5 separate regions of the Mus musculus genome follow, and all the other regions are linked to region 4. Evidence: chromatin contacts called from public HiChIP or PLAC-seq and promoter capture Hi-C data. All regions are on one chromosome and are shown on one strand. The core of a region is the stretch at or near the end of the contact, and the rest is flanking DNA. Distances in the headings are between cores, read along the strand shown.

What was found. Promoter capture Hi-C pulls out the DNA fragments that hold promoters and counts their contacts. HiChIP or PLAC-seq counts read pairs in DNA pulled down with a chosen protein or histone mark.
Region 1: a promoter capture Hi-C map of pre-B cells shows a contact between it and region 4, with 7 times the contacts expected there. The contact joins the promoter of Cplane1 here to the promoter of Dnajc21 in region 4. A contact is called at or near these places in 4 of 39 promoter capture datasets (the C10 cell line, hippocampal neurons, liver and 1 more), 3 of 115 datasets of contacts at active chromatin or transcription factors (astrocytes, embryonic stem cells and regulatory T cell precursor) and 1 of 9 other capture datasets (adipose tissue).
Region 2: a promoter capture Hi-C map of the C10 cell line shows a contact between it and region 4, with 4 times the contacts expected there. The contact joins the enhancer-like site here to the promoter of Dnajc21 in region 4. A contact is called at or near these places in 2 of 39 promoter capture datasets (the C10 cell line and liver), 2 of 484 Hi-C or Micro-C datasets (CD4 T cells and Th1 cells) and 3 of 115 datasets of contacts at active chromatin or transcription factors (craniofacial prominence, differentiating embryonic stem cells and embryonic forebrain).
Region 3: a contact with region 4 is called in a promoter capture Hi-C map of liver, with 3 times the contacts expected there. The contact joins the enhancer-like site here to the promoter of Dnajc21 in region 4. A contact is called at or near these places in 2 of 39 promoter capture datasets (hippocampal neurons and liver) and 1 of 115 datasets of contacts at active chromatin or transcription factors (embryonic stem cells).
Region 5: an H3K27ac HiChIP or PLAC-seq map of embryonic stem cells shows a contact between it and region 4, with 6 times the contacts expected there. The contact joins the enhancer-like site here to the promoter of Dnajc21 in region 4. A contact is called at or near these places in 2 of 39 promoter capture datasets (the 3T3-L1 cell line and hippocampal neurons), 3 of 115 datasets of contacts at active chromatin or transcription factors (astrocytes and embryonic stem cells) and 2 of 9 other capture datasets (adipose tissue and liver).

The regions. Positions count from the first base shown.
Region 1 is chr15:8,167,657-8,170,462 of GRCm38.p6, forward strand. It overlaps Cplane1 (ciliogenesis and planar polarity effector 1), which reads left to right and starts at 1,450. Exons shown (of 53, transcript NM_001162906.1): 1 at 1,450-1,833; 2 at 2,650-2,738.
Region 2 is chr15:8,428,149-8,431,164 of GRCm38.p6, forward strand. The region is part of intron 1 of Nipbl (NIPBL cohesin loading factor); the gene reads right to left. Among named protein-coding and RNA genes, the nearest start is that of Nipbl, 15 kb to the right of the region's middle. Within about 2 kb of position 1,548, at least 13 of the 459 cell types and tissues checked have an H3K27ac peak or open chromatin away from gene starts, as enhancers often do.
Region 3 is chr15:8,130,136-8,132,893 of GRCm38.p6, forward strand. Nup155 (nucleoporin 155) reads left to right here. Exons shown (of 35, transcript NM_133227.3): 14 at 1-100; 15 at 1,327-1,421. Among named protein-coding and RNA genes, the nearest start is that of Nup155, 22 kb to the left of the region's middle. Within about 2 kb of position 1,331, at least 3 of the 459 cell types and tissues checked have an H3K27ac peak or open chromatin away from gene starts, as enhancers often do. A contact at or near this core is called in liver, where this site is marked.
Region 4 is chr15:10,469,231-10,472,397 of GRCm38.p6, forward strand. It overlaps Dnajc21 (DnaJ heat shock protein family (Hsp40) member C21), which reads right to left and starts at 1,286. Exons shown (of 12, transcript NM_030046.2): 1 at 1,035-1,286. The coding sequence starts at 1,131.
Region 5 is chr15:12,857,307-12,860,179 of GRCm38.p6, forward strand. It overlaps Drosha (drosha, ribonuclease type III), which reads left to right. Exons shown (of 35, transcript NM_026799.3): 11 at 2,067-2,153. Among named protein-coding and RNA genes, the nearest start is that of Drosha, 34 kb to the left of the region's middle. Within about 2 kb of position 1,510, at least 18 of the 459 cell types and tissues checked have an H3K27ac peak or open chromatin away from gene starts, as enhancers often do. A contact at or near this core is called in embryonic stem cells, where this site is marked.

The sequences.
Region 1 (2,806 bases), core at 200-2,699, 2.3 Mb before region 4:
TGGGAGGAGGAGGGAAAGTGGAAGAAGTGGTTAGGCTTAAGAAAGCTAGCACTAGCATCTGTTACCCAGTCGTTGTATACGTAGAAGGCTCAGGGCTTGACAGGTTCTGACTGGAGCTGTCTGAAAGGCTGGATGAACCTAATCCGTCTGGAACCTGGGGCTATTCCTGAAGCTGCTCTAGAAGCAAGTCTCTGGAGACAGCATCAGAAGGGAGGGGGCTGGAGCAGCAGCTCATTTCAGCGTCCATGCGGATGAACCTTGTCAGAGCTGCACATTCAGCAATACGTGAATCTTACAACCAACAGTTTAGTACTGTAAGATACCTGTGTGGATTGTGCAAAGTGCACAGATGAGTTAAGGTTGAACTTTTGCTCCTTGTTTGAGCAGGTAAAAGACGAGTATTCTTTTTATGAGTTAATTTGATCGATAACCAATTGTGATAAATCCTTCATGACATGTGAAGAATTCCATGACCAACACGATTTATTGTCTAATTTTAGCTGAAGTTTTGGCTAGAGACTTTTTTTTTTTTTTTTTGGTTTTTTGAGACAGGGTTTCTCTGTGTAGCCCTGGCTGTCCTGGAACTCACTCTGTAGACCAGGCTGGCCTCGAACTCAGAAATCCGCCTGCCTCTGCCTCCCAAGTGCTGGGATTAAAGGCGTGCCACCACTGCCCGGCAAGTTTTTGTTGTTGTTGTTGTTGGTTTTTGTTTGTTTGTTTGTTTATTTATCTATTATATGTGTGTGCACTGTTGTCTTCAGACACTCCAGAAGAGAGCATCAGATTTTTGTTATGGATGGTTGTGAGCTACCATGTGGTTGCAGGGATTTGAACTCAGGACCTTTGGAAGAGCAGTCGGTGCTCTTAACCGCTGAGCCATCTCACCAGCCCGTTGTTGTTGTTTTTTAACTTGTTATTTTATGAGTGTTTTGCCTACGTGTATGTATGTGCACCACCTTTGTAGCTGGTGCCCACAGAAGCCACAAAAGAGTGTCAGATGCCCTGGAACTGGAGTTACTCAGGGTTATGTCGTAGGTGCTGGGACTCTGAAATCGGGTCCTCCACAAAGGCAACAACTGCTCTTAACAGCGCAGATCTAAATGTTGGTTCTTAAGGCATTCTCATGCCAAGCTCCACGGAGAGCTCGGAAACTCAAAAGTCTTGCACGAGGGGAAGCCAGGGATGGATGGAGAGAGAAAGGACTACCGAGCTGAGGAGAGAGCAGGAGGGCAGGACAGACTCGGTGGAGGTAACCCACTCTGGCAGGCTTGCAGCGCTCTCCCAGAACCCCGGCGCAAAGCTGGCTACGCCGAGGAGGCGGGGCGGGCGGGGATCCGTCAGGTGCCCGCCCACGGAGCGGCATGGAGCATGCGCAGTGGGGCGGCCCCGCCCACGCGTCGCCTGGACACGGCTCTGGGGTGGCGGGCGCGGCCTCCTCCAGGGCTCAGCGGCTTCGCAGCCTCTGCGGTCCTCGGTGGGAGGTGGCGGCCTTGGGACCTTCCCCAGGGGCTCGGTCCCCGTGCCCCCCGCCTCCCAGGGTCTCCGGGCTAGCTGTGGGGACTTCCGTTTTCCTCGCGGCCGCCCGCCGTCCCGCCCAGGTCCTTCTTTGGGTCGCAGGCGTCCCCTCCCCGCCGTGGCCCCTCACACCTCCACAGGGGACCTCCGGGCAGGACTCTGCGGCCACAGCCACGAGGAAACCTCTGAGGAGACCCCAGCGGACGGCAGAGCAGTGAGGGATGGACGCGGGTTCCTAGCATCCTCCGTAGCACAAACCCCGCCCGGGACGTCAGCGATTTTCTTGAAATTGTATGCTCCGATTTGTTTGAAATAAAGGTACCTTTCCCCGGTTCCCGTAGACTGGGCAGATTACTCCTGTCATACATATATTTTTGCGCCATGGAGCGGATTTTTTTTAAAAATCAGTTCTTCCATCTGCAGTGTCTGTTGTGTAGTGCTTGGTCTATCCAGTAGCATCAGTGTTTTGAGAGGCTTTGCAGTATGCGTCAGAAAATGGTGTTTGCTGCATCCCAGGAGAGAGGTGATTGTTAGAATTCTAAGTGACGGGAGGTTGTACGTGATTCTGTAGCGCACCGTACTGAAATCTTGAAGTGGGTTTGCTGTCTTTCTATCTTTTATGCTTTACTTGAAAAAAAAAATATGTCTATCTTTTCCCAAACAAATCCTTTGCATAAATCTTTAAGTGTCTTTCACATCTAGAAGGACTCATTAGACAAAAAACATAATACAATTAATCCCTCAAAACCAAAACTAACAAGTTGCTGTCACCAGTAGAATCTAACGATGATTAACTCAGTCGTGCTGGGTTTTCTCCTGTTGCCTTTTATCAATTTTGCATTTAAAGTTGCATAATGTAATTAAATATGTATTTTAGATTAACCAGTTCCTTATGTTTTGCTGTACCTTATTTTTCTCTTTACATGTGCATATGTATAGTATTTAGGAATTATTAAACTACCTAGAAATAGCTTTTGATTTGAAGATGATTGCGTATATTAAATAGTCTTATATTCACTTGTCATACTCAGAATAATGCATATTTCTGGTAATGCTATTTTACATGAGTAGTCATCAAATTTAGGAAACTTGGCATTGAATAATATAGCATTTTTGTTTTGTTTTTTGATGCAGAATAAAATGCTTCATTTGGCCGCCTTGTGTGGTTAAATCATCCTTCATTTGGAACACCTGAGCTTCTGATTCTTCGCTGACACTGGTTGGTTAGTTTCATGTCCATTTATCACAAACCAGAATCATTTGGGAAGAACCTGAGTTGAAAAAAATGTCC
Region 2 (3,016 bases), core at 298-2,797, 2.0 Mb before region 4:
CAACAATTCCAGGGGATCTGACTCTCTTCTGGCCTCTGTACATGTGTGTGTGTGTGTGTGTGTGTGTGTGTTACATATTCAGACAAGCAGGTACCCACACATATGCATAAAAAATGAAATTTTAAAAAATTAAAATCAACTGGTCCATTACTTCTGATAAATCAGTTTGGTTGCTTTATTTCTATTGGTTCAATTATTTCTATATTTCACACTTTTGAAAATCTACAGGCATTTTAATTATAATTATAAAGAAAATCCCCTTGTGGTAGTTTGAATAAGAATGGCCTCTATGGGCTCACATATTTGAATGCTTAGTCTTCGAGGAGTAGCACTATTTGAGGAAGGATTAGGAGGTGTAGCCTTGCTGATGGAAGTGTCCTTGGAGAGATGGGTGTGGGAGTGGGGGGATTTTTGTTGAGGATTCAAAAGCCATGCCAGACCCATTCTCTCTCCCTCGCCCCCCTCTCTGCCTATGAATCAGGAGGTAGCTCTCAGCTAATGCACCTGCCTGCTGCCATGCTCCCCACCACGATGATAATGGACTAGCCTCTGAAACTGTAAGCAAGCCCCCAATTAAATGCTTTCTTTCTTAAGAGTTGCCTTGGTCACAGTCTCTTCACAGCAATAGAACAGTGATTAAGACACCCCTTATGAAGTAAGTAACAGTTCTCATTATAATGTATGATTTAGTAAAAATGGAAGGTCCAGTTTTGAAACTATGCTAGGTAGATAAATATACTAAGAATGCCTAAAAGTGTGTTCTATGCTAAGTGCATGGCAATATAGTCAATATATTGGGAAATTAAGCATTATAAAAATATAGTACCATTATCTTTTTATAATTTAAACCATACTAGATTGTGAATACACACACACACACAGCCTAACATAACACTTTTAACATTATATGAAGACTGGCTAAGATCTTCTAGGTCACCCTTCAAAATAATTTTCAAATAATCATCTGTACCCACATTTGGCCAAGCACTAAATTTTTCAAAATCCATTCCCTCCAAAATGTATAAAGTAATGCACCCTTTGATAAACTATAGTTTTTATTCAAACAGCCAAAACTGATTGAACTTGTATCTCAAACTCCAATGTCCATGTATATGAAACGTGGAAGCTGAGAAGACGTTAACTGCTTTTATTCTCCATTACCCACTGAAGATATAATCACTGCATACCTTCATGCTTGTACATCGTCAGTACCTTAACTAAACACCTCATTAACTTACAGGCCTCCATGACATCCTACTCACTGTTAACCAAGATTTAAAGAGTAATAACTATAAATGGTGACCAAATAACTTCCCAATACCCTGTTACCTTTAATGCAAACAAAATATACTAATCATAGAAACATATGTGTACATGTGGTGTATGCAGGGCACTTCACCCATGCATACAAACATAGAGGCCTGAGGTTCCTTTATCATCATCCACCTTAGGTTTTAAGGCAGGGTTTCTCAAGTACCTGGAGCTTGTTGATTCAGCTAAACCGGTTGGTCAGTGAACTTCCAGGTCAGGATCCACCCGTTTCTGCCCTGTCAGTGATGAGGTAATAAGTACATTCCATTGCTGCTGGCGTTAAAGTATATGTCGGAAATGTGGACTTAGGTCCTCATGCTAGCACAGCAAGCACTTTACTCCATGAGTTATTCCTCTGGCCCCAGGTATGTACATTTTCACCATCTTGCCCTTTCTCTGGTTAAATATTTTTGGCACATTTTTAAGCCGGTGCCATCCACAGTTTCCAAAATCCAACTATTGCTCCAGGCTCACAAGTCTAACTAAAGCCTATGGTTTACATACTATCTCCTAGAAAGGCTTTCCTGGCTTTTTCCTACCACACTCATGTAAATTAGGTTTTTAACACTCTCCTCCCCTGAACCCATACTCTCCCTGCTCATCTTGACCACAACACTCCAGCACCTACAAAATGATTGTTTACCCATCTACAAGCTTCATTAGACTGTAATGTCTTGGTAGGTAGGCAGGCTGAAGGCTTTTATTTTGCCATTCCCAATGCCTGTTGTAGGGAATGGTTCTGATGCTCTTGATAGGGAATTTGCATGTGAACACTGAAGGTCCTTTTCCCCAATTTGGTTCTTGATCAATCAAATAAAGAAGCTAATGGCCAATGGCTGAGCGGAAGAGGCAGGACTTCCAGGTTCCCACAGGCAGGCTAGTAGATTCAAGAAGGGAAAGAGGATTGGCCATTCTTCACAGGGAGAGAGAACCACCAGCCATGTGAGATCTTGGATGGAGTGAGATCTCCACTGGCTCCTTCCAATGGAGCCCGGGGTAGCAGGCAGGAGATCAGAAAGGCAACTAAGCTGAGGGCAGATTTAGAGTGCTGAGCAAGGAGAAGGAATTGAGGTCAGATTTAGAGGTGTTGAGCTGGGAATGAAGGTATGAACATGTTAGCCACATGCGCCTGGCCATTGAGCTAAGAAGCATATTTAAAAAAGTTGGTGTGTGTGTGTGTGTGTGTGTGTGTGTGTGTGTGTGTGTGTGTATGTGTGTATTTCATCCATGGATCTGGGGTGGTTCCTGGGTGGTGCCTAGCAGCACTGAGCTTAAAGCAGGGTAGTAGAAACTACTCCCCATAGCCTGTTGTTTCTGAGTTGAAACAGAACACAATGTATGATGATCAGAAAAATGGAAACTAGATCAAAGCCATGTACATGCCACACCAAACACTGTATTTAAAAAATGAAGACTAGGTAGCATGGGCTGGTAAGATCATTAGGCCTGACAACCTGGGACCCCCACACTAAAACAGAGAATGAAGTCTCCAAATTGATCACGTACACATGCCTTAGCACAGGTGTGCCCAGACACACATGCACATGGATTCAGTAAATAAAAATACAATTTAAAAATTAAAAATAAAAGGCTAAGTAATAGGTCTTACCTAGAAACTACTTTTGTGTCCACTATATTACAGTTCTGGCTTTTTTTTTTACTATTTTAAGCAGATAAAAGATTGATTTCCCCTTTTAAAAATTCA
Region 3 (2,758 bases), core at 81-2,580, 2.3 Mb before region 4:
GTTTCACAAGCTTAGACCTGTAGATCAGCTGAGACATCTGCTTGTGAGTAACGTGGGAGGGGATGGAGAAGAGATTGAGAGATTCTTCAAATTACATCAGGTAACTATGCACTGCATTTATTTTAATTAAAGAAGCTGTATAATATTAAAATAGTTTGTAAACTAGAAGTAAAATACTGTAATACACAGATTATCTGTTCTTTTGTACTCAAATCAGCACATATTGACTATGAAAATAGTTATGTTACAGGACTCTTCCACATTTATTCTCTGATTTTGACACATTCTTTTTTTGGTGGGGGGGGGGAGGGTTTGGGTTTTTTCGAGACAGGGTTTCTCTGTGTAGTCCTGGCTATCCTGGAACTCACTCTGTAGACCAGGCAGGCCTCAAACTCAGAAATTCGCCTGCCTCTGCCTCCCAAGTGCTGGGATTACAGGCGTGCACTACCACGCCCAGCTTTGACACATTCTTATTAAGGTATAAAAATAAGAATATGATATTGAAGTTGTATGATAAATATGCTTTTTATTAAGAGCACCAGTCATTCCGTTATGAGCATGCACATGTGTGTACATTCCCAATCCCATGGAATAAATTGAGGTAGTGACTGGAGGCATAATATGGGGACATTAGTAGTTAATAGTCATATCAGAATTGACAGATTTAAAACTGGGGAGTCTTATTTAAAATTACTATTTTCTCATTAAAGCTAAGCTTTTAGATTCAGGATTCAGACTATCTGCTAAAAAAACTTTTTCCAGTGGAGTGAGATACTTGTATTCACTTTAGTTGTATGTAAACTGCATCATACTGCAGCACTGTGTGCTATAAGAACTAATAAATACTGCATTTAGTTTGTTTGTTTGACACGGGATTCTCTATGTATCCCTGGTCGTCCAGGAACTCTGTATGTAGACCAGGCTGGCCTCCAACTCGGAGATCCTCCTGCCTCTGCTTCTTGAGTGCTGGGATTAAAGGCGTGCGCCACCACTGCCTTGGCGACACTGGATTATTAAAATAGTGCCTAGCACATAATAGGTACTCAATAAATGTTGGGTTTTACTGATAATTTCTAAAAGATAGAAAGATAGAAATATACAATAATATAGAAAATATAGAAAGATACAAGAATAAAATAGAATGACAGCTGATCAGAATCTTACTAAAGAGAAAGTATCTTTAATACTGATGCCTGAGTTAAACTTTACTTCTGGGCTGTTTGCTTTCTTCATGTCCGTTGAATTCATTCCAGAGTAAGTATTTATTGAGCACTTGCTGTGAGCGCTGGATTTGTCTTTAATGCACTGACTTTTGCCCCCTTTCAGGAAGACCAAGCTTGTGCAACTTGCCTTATTCTTGCTTGTTCCACTGCTGCCTGTGACAGAGAAGTGTCTGCTTGGGCAACACGGGCATTCTTTAGGTATGTCAGGGTGGAGAGAGAGAGTGTGTGTTTATGTACTGGGCCACCTTTTAGTTGCAGGGGGCATTCTGAGAGTTGAATGTAGATTTGTTTTTGTTTTCCCTCATGCTATGTAAATACTAAGCATTCTACCAATGAGCTACATCCTTAGTTCAAAAGTGTTCATCAAATACTTTTAAAGTATTGTGAAATATTTGTATATAAAAGCCCTGCTCTTTTTGGTTTTTTGTTTGTTAGTTGGTTGGTTTATTGGTACTAGAAATTAAAGCTAGGGTCTTACACATGCTAAGTTCAACCTCAGGGCCACTAAAAAAATTATTTTGTGTGTCTAAATGTTTTCCCTGCATGTGTCTATGCAGCTCATGCATGCAATTCCATTGGGAACCAGAAGAGTGCAGTGGATGCCCCATGACTCCAGTTTTAGGCAGTTGTGAGCTCCCATGTGGGTGCTGAGTATAGAACCCAAGTCCTCTGCAAGTCAGACCTGTGCTGAAGTCTCTCTGCAGCCTGGTGTTTTCTGTTGGTGTTGGTGGTTGGCAGTGTTTGTTTAAAGACAGGGATTCACCATTCAATTCAGCCTGTATTGGCTGAGTGCTGGGATTAAAGAGACACCACTTCCAGGCCACTTTTAAAGACTTATTTATTTCATGTATGTGAGTACACTGTCACTGTCTTCAGACACACCAGAAGAGGGCATCAGATCCTCATCAAAGATGATTGTGGGCCACCATGTGCTTGCTGGGAATTGAACTCAGGACCTCTGGAAGAGCAGTCAGTGCTCTTAACCACTGAGCCACCTCTCCAGCCCAAAGCCTCGTGACATCCCTGGGTGGGCTAGAACCACTAACCTCTCCATTAACAGCTGAACATGCTAACTAATTGCGCCACAGAGACACTTGGGCCACTTTTTAGATGATACCAGTGTGATAGTTTAAGGCTTTGCCAAATGGGGGAAGTAGGCAAATTTTTAACCTTCATTAGGAAGAGTCTAATCTAGAAATAGAAAGATAGCAGTGCCCGTGGAACAAGCTGAGGAGCATGGTGCGCACATCACTGCTTTCTGGGTACCTTTCCTTCTTTGTCCTTTTGTTTTACACTTTTTACCATCGTCAGTCCTCCTTCCTTACTGCCTCCAACAGCCGCTTCCAGAGCATGGGCATCAGTGGTGCTGAGGGACTGAGTCACACACAGGAAGGAAACTTGGGGTCAGAGATGGTTTTTTAAATTCTGGGTTTTTTGTTTTTTTGTTTTTTTTAATGTGTTTGCTTGTTTTGTTTTTGCTGTATTGGGAATAAACCAGGACTGACTAGTGAAGCATTCTGCCATTAACCTATGCC
Region 4 (3,167 bases), core at 36-2,535:
AGTGAGTTCAAGGACAGCCAGGGCTACACAGAGAAACCCTGTCTCGAAAAACCAAAACCAAAACCAACAACAACAACAAAAAACCAGCTAAAAACAAAACAAAAAACCAAAATCTACATATTATACCCTCATGCATGTGACTTGCATCTTCTCGACAGGGATGAGAAAAACTGAGCTTCAACTTGTTTGCGTTATATGGCGTTTTTTCCTCCTTTAAACAAACAAACAAACACTCCAAACTTATTAGTCATTTATATGACTATCCATCTTCTGTAGACTCTGGTAAGAACAGCTTAAAGGTAAACCGAAACTATTCTTAAAACACAACTACAACAAAAAACAGGTAAACCAGTCACGAAGAAAAAAAAGTATGTAAAATCACCCATGCCTGATGGCAATGGACAGTAATCCCAAGTAATTGCATGTAATTTACTTGGTAAGGTGAGGCAGGACGATCACTCGTTCAAAGGCTACCTTGGCAACGTAGCGAGAGACCCCATCTCAAAAGTGATTCGTTAAAAAAAAAACCAGGGGCGGTGTTGTGGATGCTGGAGCGCCTGGCAGCAGGTGCGCGGCGCTGGCTTTAATTCCCAGTACCCAGAGAGGCGGGATTGAGCCTCGGGACTCCCAAACAGACGGGGTTCAACTCCGAAGTTTCGAAGCCTGGTAGATGAAGAGACTTCGCCAAAAGTCCCGCAGACCCGTTTCACAACCACAGCAACCATGCCGGGGAAGCAAACTCCTAAGGAACCTCGCCCAGGTCTCCCGCCGTGGCAAACTCGTGTCCCGTGCGGGGCCGGGTCTGCGGGAGCCTGGGCATTGGGAAGGCGGGCGCGAGCGGGCCTGTTTAAAAGCCTGTCCCCCGGCTGGCCGGGCGACGTGAGGGGCCGGCAGCCCGGCCGCAGGAGCCGGAGGCGGCTGAGCGCCGAGCCCGCTTCCCCTCGGCGGTGCGGGCAGGGCCCCGCCGTCCCCACGGCGTGCGCCCCGCCAGGCCCGGGGTCGGCCGGCTGGGTCCCCGCCCGCCGGTCACCTACCCGGGTGCCACCTCAGGGCCAGCTTCCGATAGGCCTTCTTGAGCTCCTCCTCGCTGGCGTCGCGCCGCACCCCCAGCGCCTCGTAGTGACACTTCATGGCGGGGCTGGACACCGGGCCGGGGCCCGGGGCGGGGCCGACGCCCGGGCCCGGGCAGAAGCCGCAGCGGCGGCGCTGGCTGTCCTCTCCTCCGGCGGGAGCCCGGCGCCAGCAGCCCGCCAGCCAGCGAGCCCGGCGGCGGCGGCGGCAGCGGCGCGGGGTGGCGGAGGCGCGCGGCGGTGGACGACGCGGGCTGCGGCACGCGGGCGCGCGGAGGGGGCGGCGCCGACAGCTCCGCATGGGCGGGGGCTGGGCTGGGTTCCGGGGGAGCGGCGCGCCGCGGAGGCGGGGCCTGGGCAGGGGAGGCTGGGCGGGGGAGCCACGCCGAGAGTCATTGTGAGGGACACAGTAGGCTGTTTGGGTGGCACTCCTAGCCGGCCTGAAGGCAGGGCAAGGTAGGCTTGATAAGGAAGTAGTTTGGGAAATACCTTCCGGACCTTCGGATTAGTTCTCTGCAGACGAGGCAACTGGAGCTTCAAGGAGTTAAGTGCTGAGTTTCAGCCAGAAGTTCGTGGTGGAAACACACCGGGATTTACCATCTTTTCAATTCTCTTCAGCTACCACTTCCTAGGATCTCTTAATTCCCCCCCCCCCCCATCTTGCCTGATAATGCATAATAAGGGACAGTAAATAAGGTCATTGCCTAAATCAGTTTTTAAAGCATCTTAAAGGTAGCGTACCAAAAGCCAGGCTAGGTGCCCGGTATGAAGAACACAGCTTTAATCCCAGCCTCCACCCAGGAGGCAGAGGCCAGTTTATTCAGGAATTCCGAACCACACCTTCAATTATCTGTGAATTCAAGGCCTGCTTGAATAATGAGTTAAATTCATGATCCTGTCTCTGCTTCCCAAGTGCTGGGCTTACTGGCCTCCACAGCCAGACTAGGTTCTTTTACACATATATTAAGCAGAAAATGTCCACATCATAACAAGTACTCTTCCTAAGAATAAGTCATAAAGAAACATCAACTAACCAGTGTTGTGAAATGTCTTAACATCCAGCCTTGCTAAGACAAGACCTTAAAAAGAAAAGAGGAGCTAGGCGGTGGTGGCACATGCCTTTAATCCCAGCACTTGGGTGGCAGAGGCAGGCAGATTTCTGAGTTCAAGGCCATCCTGGTCTACAAAGTGAGTTCCAGGACAGCCAGGGCTATACAGAGAAACCCTGTCTTGAAAAACAAAACAAAACAAAACAACAAAAAGTTTATATAAAGCATTTCCTCTCCTGAGAACTTTCCTTGATGAGGGTGGGGTGGGGTGGGGGTGGACACATTTTTTTTTTCTTCCTCCCTGTGTGCTTTTGTTTGCAAACTCTAGAAGACTGAGTTGCCTGACTAGAGATGATGTTTCATGCCTGTGATTGCCAGCAACTGGGAGACCAAAACAAAAATGATTGCCATGAGTTTAAAACCAGCTTTCTGATTTAAAAAAATAAAATAATTTTTAAATACATGTCTTTTTTTTTACAACCCGCAAAAACCTGTTCCTTTACATGGAAATATTTAATAAAAGTTAAGATATTTATATGACCTAAGAGAAACCTGAGTGCTGAATGACAGGTAGATAGATAGATAGATAGATAGATAGATAGATAGATAGATAGATGATAGATAAATGGACATGACTTCTCCTAGGTTTGGTGGAGGAGAAAGTTTATTGTGGAGATAAGGGAGAGCATAGGCAGAGTCCAGAGTGAGTGTGACCCTGAGCCACATAAGGAGAGGGGAGGGGGGAGGGGAGGCGTAGAGTAAGACCAGAAGCAGGTAACTGAAATGGCTGGGTTATACAGGGAAGAGCCTCAGGGGGAAGTGTAGCTCCTGGGCTGGAAAGTCCTTGGTAGAGGGTAAAGGACACTTTATGCCTATAACAGGTAGGAACTTAGGGATGCGGGGAGAACCTGAAGGCCAAGTCTGCTTTTGATATGGTGAGTTGGACGGACCTCTGCCTTTTGCCCCAATGTTTGAGACTTTACTAGCTTAACCAGCCATGTATCTCTCTTGAATCCTAACTTTCTGCTATTAGCTTAATTGGCTTGAG
Region 5 (2,873 bases), core at 260-2,759, 2.4 Mb after region 4:
GGCATCCGATCCCATTACAGATGGTTGTGAGCCACCATGTGGTTGCTGGGAATTGAACTCAGGACCTTTAGAAGAGCAGTCAGTGCTCTTAACCGCTGAGCCATCTATCTAGCCCCCCCCCCCTTTTCTTTAAAGATTTATTTATTTATTTATTTATTTATTTATTTATTTATATATTATATGTGTGTACACTGTAGCTGTCTTCAGACACTCCAGAAGAGGGCATCAGATTTTTGTTATGGATGGTTGTGAGCCACCATGTGGTTGCTGGGATTTGAACTCAGGACCTTTGGAAGAGCAGTCGGTGCTCTTAACCACTGAGCCATCTCGCTAGCCCCTGGAAATTTCTAAAAGGCATAATGTGGCAAAATGATTCTTTAGAGCTCTCTGGGCCCCTCTGTGGGTGATTCACTGGAGGATGGTCTGGATGCTCTTGTCGGATGGGAAGCATGCTTCTGTTTTTCAAAGTGACACTGCCTGAAGTTCGTGCTGTGTGGGAGTATGGCTGGTTCTGAAAGGTCTTGGTATCATGATGCCGCTGAACAAGAAGGCTAAGGAAAAGCTTGCTGACAGGGTACATTTGTTGTCTGTGGATCTGCTGATGAACCCTGCAAGCCCACAGAATCATTAGACCTCACCCATACTCACTCCTGCTGAGAGCATGGCCTTTCGTAGAGAGCACCACCCGCTGTGATTCCTGCCCGGCTGTGGGTGCTGTACTCACCGTGCCACAGCTATTGCGGTGCAGCACATGCATGCCCTTCAGGGGAGGTTGCAGCCTACATCTGTTATGTACAAACACAACCAAACAGTATGCTCAGGTCTGTCAGGCTCCCCTCAGAACTGCATCAGTCTGCTTGACTGGTCAGGAGCCCCAGATCTCTAGGTTTATGCAGAGTAAGGCATTGTTATTCACCACTTAGGGCAAGGTTAAGGTATCAGCTGCCACACACACAGTTGGCTCAGCTTAGACACCACAAAGCGGTATTCCTCAGCCGAGTGCATTACATTTGTACTGAAAAGATAAGAGTCTGCCGTTCACAGGTCAAGAATACCACAGCCGGTGGCTGGCTACAGAAGTGGTAAGAATGTTCCTCTAAACAAGCTTCACCCTGGAGGAGGGCGTACACGCAGTGTTCCTGTACTCTGCTCCTGTGTGTGGACTGCACCTTGGCACTGGGCTCCTCACATTAAGCAATTAAAAGTGAGGAAGGACAGGGACCACTAACACATTCAGGCCCGTCCCAGGGCATGTTCATCCCAGTGCATGTTCGCAAGTGTTAGCACACTGGGAAAGCCTTCATCAGGTCACCCCGGGGTCAGAGGTTTTACAGTTGTTTTTAAAGGGTACCCCACCACTGGCTAAACATGCTGTGGATCTTACAGCATTGCTTCTAGAGTTAAGTAGGCTCCTCAGGGCCCAATTGCCCTGGGAAGGGCTAAGAATCCAGTAAAGAATTGATAGTCCATCTTTGGAGCATTGGAGGCCTTTGCAGGCTCCTCGCCTTAGGAAGAGACCCAGTGCAGCTGTTTGTGGAGTGATAGATAGGGCAGTCTTTACTGATAGCTGTGCCCAGTGGGGATCCCAGATGGCAAGCTTCATGAGTTCTTCAAAGCCCTCTTGGATGCCGAAGTCACTTACTTACCTGTTTGTACTGAATAGAACCAGCCTAGACCAGTAATGGGTCCACTGTACATACTGGGGGTCTAGTCACGTCCCCCAAGTACCCAGCTGATGACAGGTACTGATTCACTGAGATCATGGGTTTGGTGGGGACATAAGGCCTACGGACACTTCTGATCTCACTGAACACACTTACTGATCACAGGTCAGCCCAGTTCTGCTTCACCGACCGCACATGGGAAGGTTGAGAACCGGTGACCAGCTACCTCTTTTATTCAGTTAGTTACTATAGAGTAAAGCAGGCAGTGTTTTTTTCCTACTGGTCTGTTAAGGAGGACACATCAAAGCAGTAGTCAGATGTGAAGCTGACAGTGTAGTCTATTTTAAAAGAAAATGATTCTCTACTCAATTTGTAAAGTGTTTTCATTCCCCTGCTCCCCAGGCAATCAAGCCCTGCCGTCCGATGACCAACAACGCTGGCCGGCTTTTCCACTATCGGATCACCGTCTCCCCGCCTACCAACTTCTTAGTAAGTTACTCATGATCATAGTCTAGCCTGGGATGGCCTGGAACAGCTGTATAGCCCAGACTGGTCTCTAACTTACTGCATTTCCCTGCCTCATCTCCACTGTGCTGGGATTATTGGCCTGAGCCATCACATGAGCTTCTGATTCAGTTCTTACATCATTTTTGTTTTTAAGATCATTATGTTGATAAAATTTAACTTTATCATGCTAATGTTTATTTCAGTTTTCCTTTTATTATGTCTTTTTTATTTGTATTGGTACCATGCAATAACCAAATGTATAGCCAGTGAATTATGGTGCTGTCCATTGGAGCAGTGACGTGGGAAGAGTCAAGTAGGGCATTTCCACAGGTTTTAAAAGTCAGCAGACAGCTTACTGTCTTGGGACCAAATCAGAAGATTTGTACAATATGACAGCATGGTAATATGGTTAGAATGCACATGAACTGTGTTCTGGCATCATTCTGGTGAGCATAGTTAACTAATTTTTACTATACACATCTGTGTACTATCCATATTACCCACTTTAGTTCATACTTTATAGACTAGGCTAAGCAGTGGTAGCTCAGGTACTACGTATGGTGGCTTTTAGAAGTTCCCTGAAGCAGGGAGTCTGCTCCAGGGTGCATGTCTGTATGTTTTGTTCAGTTGCATTGCCTCTCATCATGAAATTTATTACTTTTAGTTACATGCACTGAAAAGTCTTGATTTCAAGATCATTCA